2 separate regions of the Mus musculus genome follow, and region 2 is linked to region 1. A link is a contact called in public HiChIP or PLAC-seq data. All regions are on one chromosome and are shown on one strand. Each heading gives the region's core, a stretch centred on a gene start, on an enhancer-like site or on the middle of the called end of the contact. The rest is flanking DNA. Distances are from core to core; before and after follow the strand shown.

Evidence for each region. HiChIP or PLAC-seq counts read pairs in DNA pulled down with a chosen protein or histone mark.
Region 2: an H3K27ac HiChIP or PLAC-seq map of SST interneurons shows a contact between it and region 1, with 4 times the contacts expected there. The contact joins two enhancer-like sites. A contact is called at or near these places in 5 of 484 Hi-C or Micro-C datasets (cerebral cortex, cortical neurons, embryonic stem cells and 2 more) and 2 of 115 datasets of contacts at active chromatin or transcription factors (SST interneurons and VIP interneurons).

The regions. Positions count from the first base shown.
Region 1 is chr3:31,789,197-31,791,819 of GRCm38.p6, forward strand. No RefSeq gene overlaps it. Among named protein-coding and RNA genes, the nearest start is that of Gm33886, 100 kb to the left of the region's middle. Within about 2 kb of position 1,300, at least 3 of the 459 cell types and tissues checked have an H3K27ac peak or open chromatin away from gene starts, as enhancers often do. A contact at or near this core is called in SST interneurons, where this site is marked.
Region 2 is chr3:32,059,126-32,061,748 of GRCm38.p6, forward strand. All of the region lies in intron 2 of Kcnmb2 (potassium large conductance calcium-activated channel, subfamily M, beta member 2), which reads left to right. Among named protein-coding and RNA genes, the nearest start is that of Kcnmb2, 160 kb to the left of the region's middle. Within about 2 kb of position 1,331, at least 27 of the 459 cell types and tissues checked have an H3K27ac peak or open chromatin away from gene starts, as enhancers often do. A contact at or near this core is called in SST interneurons, where this site is marked.

The DNA.
Region 1 (2,623 bases), core at 50-2,549:
TGTGGGTGCTCAGTCTTTCTTAGAAGGAGAACAAAATACTCACAGGAGCAATTATGGAGCTAAAGTGTAGAAAAGAGACTACAGGATTGGCCGTCCAGAGGCTTTCCCGAGATCCATCCCATATACAGTTACCAAACCTAGACACTATTGTGGATGCCAAGAAGTGCATGCTGGAAGGAGCCTGATATGATTGTCTCCTGAGAGGCCCTGCCAGAGCCTGACAAATGCAGAGAGGTGCAGGCTCACAGCCAACCATTGGACTGAGCCAGTGTCCCCAATAGAGGAATTAGAGAGAAAGGAATAAAGGAGTTGATTTGGTTTGCAATCCCAGGAAGAAAAACAATATCAACCAACCAGAACCCCCCCCCACCCCTCTCAGAGATCCCAGGGACTAAGCCATAAACAAAGGAGTACACATGACTCCAGCTGCATATGTAGCAGAGGATGGCCTTGTCATGCATCAGTGGGAGGAGAGGTCCTTGGTCCTATGAAGGCTTGATAGATGCCCCAGTGTAGAGGAATTGAGGGCAGGGAGGTGGTTTGGGGTGGGTGGGTGGAAGAAAACTCTCATAGAAGCAGGGGGAGGTAGGATGGGATAGGCTGAAACCAGGAAAAGAGATAATATTTGAAATGTAAGTAAAGAAAATATCCAATAAAAACTAAAAAAATAAAGATTGAGTTTTTAGGAAAGGGAGCATGGTGGCAGCAGTTGCAATAAAGGCAATTTTTAGGAAGTAGTTTATATCTGCTAGCAAAGAATTTATATTAAGTTGGTAGATATAGTATGCATAAAAATATTTAGCAAAGGTCATCAGACAGGCCTGTGCTTATGAGGACCATGAGCCTGCCTAACCCTCAGCTTCTGCCGCCTGGAAACATTAAAGATTTTCCAGCAAAGACTTCTAGCTTTTCAGTGAGCACTGGCCCTTCTTATCCATTTGTAGCCATTAATAGCCTTTATTCCCATTGAGGCCTATTGGTGATGGGAAGTTCTCAGAGAGTTGGTCATTGACTACACAACTGGACCGATACTACAGTGAAGCAGAAAGAAAACAGCCTTTGATTTGGAAATTGGTTAATTTAACAATCTGAGCAGAACCTAGAAAGTATAAATTAATATTTTTGTCTGGGCAAACACTAAAAGCAAGTGAATAATAAAAGTAAATTTAAATCAAATTCTGAAGTAAGTTCCCCCAAGGCTTTAAAAATTCAGTTAACTGTCCTTTGCTTTGCTTGTTTCTCTGTAATTTAAATTGCCAGTACACCTGCTTAGATGTAACCACTGTACAGAGAACAGAGAATAAGCTCACAATTACTGGAAATGTCCACAAGGTGTCAGCCTTGGGCCAAAAATGATAAACCTAACACTTAAAGGTGGTTTAAATTTTTTAAACTGAAGCTTTTTAAAATTTACTTTTTTGTGTATTCACTTTACATGCAGATCGTACCCCTCCCGATTCCTCCTCTCCTGCAATCCCGCCCTTACAAATTCCTCCTCCTCCTCCCCCATTACTCCCTCCCATTCTCCTCAGAGAAGGGGAAGCACCCGTGGGTACCACCCCACCTGGGACATCTAGTTGCCATAGGCCCTAGTTCCTCCTCTCCCATTAACATCCCCTCCCCCCAGGTAGTCCATCTAGGAGAAAGGATCCAATGCCAGGAACTGACTCAGAGACAGGTCCCTCTCCAATTGTTAGGGGACCCACATGAAGACCAGGCTGCACATCTGTTAGAAATGTGTAAGGTGACTAGGTCCAGCCCCTGAATGCTCTTTGGTTGATGGTTCAGTCTCTGTGAGCCCCTACGGGCCCAGATTAGTTGACTCTTTAGGCTTTCTGTGGTGTCTTTGATCCCACCAGCTCACTCAATTCTATCTCCCACTATTACAAGATTCCCCAAGCACCGCTTGATGTTTGCCTGTGGGCCTCTGCATCTGCTTTCAGGAGACGGTTCTGTTAGGCTTCTGTCTGTAAGCCCAGCAAAATATCATTAACCATGTCATGGATTGGCTGTCTTACAAGGGATTGTGTTTCAAGTTGGGCCAGTCATTGGCTGGCCCTCAATCTCTGCTTCATCTTTAGATCTGCGCATCTTATAGGCAGGACACAGTTTGGGTTAAAGGTTTTGTGGGTGGATTGATGCCCTGCTCCCCCCACTGTAAGTCCCACCTGGCTATAGGAAGTGGCCACTTCAATCTCCATATTCCCCCACTGCTAGAAGTCTCAGCCAGGGTCACTCCCATAGAGTCCCAGGAACCTCCCCCATCCCAGGTCTCTAGCTACTCCCAGAGATGCCCCAATCTGTTGCCACTCTCATTCCCAGACTTCTCCCACAGTCCCACCCCACACCTGATCATCATCCCAGTTACCGTACTCACCCCCTCTTCCACCCGTTTCCCTCTCTCCATCTACCACCAATGACTATTTTTTGTTTCCCCTTCAGAGTAAGATTCACATATCCTCCCTTGGGACCTCCTTATTAGTTGGTTTCTTTGGGTCTGTGAATTGTAGCATGGTTATCCTGTACCTTATGTTTAATGTCCAGTTTTGTACTTTCTGGGTTTGGGGTCCTTGCTCAGGATAATATTTTCCAATTCCATCCATTTGCCTGAATATTTTCACAA
Region 2 (2,623 bases), core at 81-2,580, 270 kb after region 1:
AATGGAACTGAAGTTTAGCATATTTTGAGCAGGTGACAAGGTCTTGGATCAGCTGTCTTGAGTTCTCCCTCTATGATAGTCTGCACAAGTTTAGCCAGTCATCAGCATCTGTCCCATAAACGTCTTCTTTGTGTGCTGCTTTGGTAGTGCTCCAAACTGCTCCCTGTTGGTTGCTGCTCAGTTCATGAAACACTGTGTCCTGAAATTTTAATATGAAAGTCAACTGTTTCACCAAACTATAGTTCCCATTGGCTGTGTGAGGAGGGCTACGCCTCTTCTGGGGTGTCTATAATCTTCTGTTCAGAGCTTCTGGCTTCCTGCACGTAGGCACATCCTAGTTCCCTGAGCTAGATATGATCCCAAGGTGCCTGTATTTCCACTGGACTTCTTGGAGACAGGAGCATAATTTGCTCATCTTGGTAACTCTGTGGGCAGTGGTGGATAATGATGATGCCCATGACAGCAGCCAACATCTTTAAGCTCTAATACCATGTGCGTAGTATTGGGTTAGCTGCTGAAAGAACAACCTTCTCAATTTAATTCTCATGACAATGCCACCAACTGGTCATCTCTTCTTATGCCTAAACACACTGAGCCACTAAATAGTTATAAAACTTGCTTAAAGATATATGAATAGTCTGACTACAGAGGTCACACTCACTGTCATTGAATGGACCTTATAAACAACGGTAATGCCAGCAATAGCATCACAGTTCACCAAGAGCTCTCTCTTCCAGCAGCTGTGGTGGTTTCATCCCCTACTCTCTTCATTCTTACCCTCAAGGCTCCTGGAAAACAGGCTCTGTTATTGGTCCCATTATTATTACCCCTTACAAAGAAATCGAAACTTAGTAACAAGTTAAGTAACTCCAAATGTGGTCATTGAGGATGAGGTCTGTCAGGTGTGTGGCTCGTAATTGCTAAGCAGTAAGGCATCGGTTAATGGAGCGCTGAGCAAATAGTGAGCGAAGAAGTGGATGATGTTCTCGTGTTGTCCTCTATCCACGCCCTTCTTACCAACATTCTCAGCCAGCACCGCTGGTTTATAAGAAGCTTAACTCCCCTCATAGGTCAAAGGAAACAAAAATAGCATTGTACAAGTTCTATTTAAGGGAGGAAGAAGGAAAATCAACATGAAGGAAATGAGTCTCTGCAAACTCCCAGATTTGGAGCTGAAGCCAATTTGTTAGTTTGCAAATGCAAATGCTGTCTCCACTTTTTACTACTCTGTTTTATGCCTTTAAAATTCAAACAGGAGGCTTAACATCTGCTCAGTGTATTAAAAAGTCAGGAGGGCTGCAAACACCAAGCCGGAGACTGCTTCTGGTTGCTAGGCAACAAGTCTTCCCGCTTTCCAGACATCCTGGCAAAATCACCTGGTCTTCAGCACTGAGAAGTGTTGAATTGAGCATTCAGACATAGGCTACAAGTGTTGCAACTGAACCACAAAAGAAGGAAGCATGCCTTTCCAGGGCTTGGCCTGAGGATTAAGAGCTGCTGGTAGAAACTGCTTTTTATCTATGGCACCTCAGAAAGTCTGCAGCCCGCAATACAAATCCCAGAAAGGAATTTGACATGGAATCCTAGCTGTTTCACCTGTAAACACGGTCAAAACTTTCTCCTTCTGCAATTCTGATAGGGATGGAACAAGACATATGTGGGGCTGCTTGAATGAGAACTGGAAAAGAAACCCCGAATTCTATACATGAACCAGGGAACCCTAGATTCCATGCATGAACAGGAGAAGATTGTGTTTAATTTTGTACAAGTTTTCTGAAGCTAGCTAACAGTGCAGGGCAATAGCATAAATTGGGGTAACCCAAAATGGTTACTCTACAAATGGGTGTTTGTATAGCAAAAGTTTCTAACACAACCACCAGCAAGGACAATTTCTGAGACAGATATATATATATATGAATGTTTTAAAATATTATGCTGTTCATTTGGTTAAGTTCAATAACTTCAAATAAACTATCAGAATTGCAGGTTAGAAGTTCAACATATTCTAAATAGAAATTAAAATCTGACACATTGATGTTAATCCAAACAGCTCTGGTCTTGCTTGCCCTCTCCCGGGCTTTCTTTTGCATTGCTTATTTAAGCGGCTCCATATATACCTTGTTTATCTCCATCACAATTCCAGAAGCAAAAAGTTTTGACCACTTTTATTAGTAAAGCAACTGGAATCCCATGTCAAAATCCTTTCTGGAATTCCAATTGGGTGCTACAGACTTTTTGAGGTGCCCGGGAACATTTCCTTTAGAGCGTCCCTGGAGCTCTGCTCTTGTCCCTGACACAATCCCGGAGCTACTCACTTCCAAGCTGGGAGGTGAACCAGGATTGTGAGAGACGATGGAGAAAACCTTACTGGAGGGCACTCTTTGCGGGTACCTAGAAGAGGCCTGAGATGCAGAACACTTGTCAGCTAGAGGAAATCAGAGGCCTAGAGACAAGGTTGCTATCAATGGCTTCCTTCTGGTGTGTGTGTGTGTGTGTGTGTGTGTGTGTGTGTGTGTGTGTGTATGTGTGTGTGTGTACAGGAAGCAAAGCTTGGAGATGTTTCAGTTAAGTTTATTTTACCAGTACTTCCCTTTATAATGTCAGCATTAGAATTCAGTCTCCT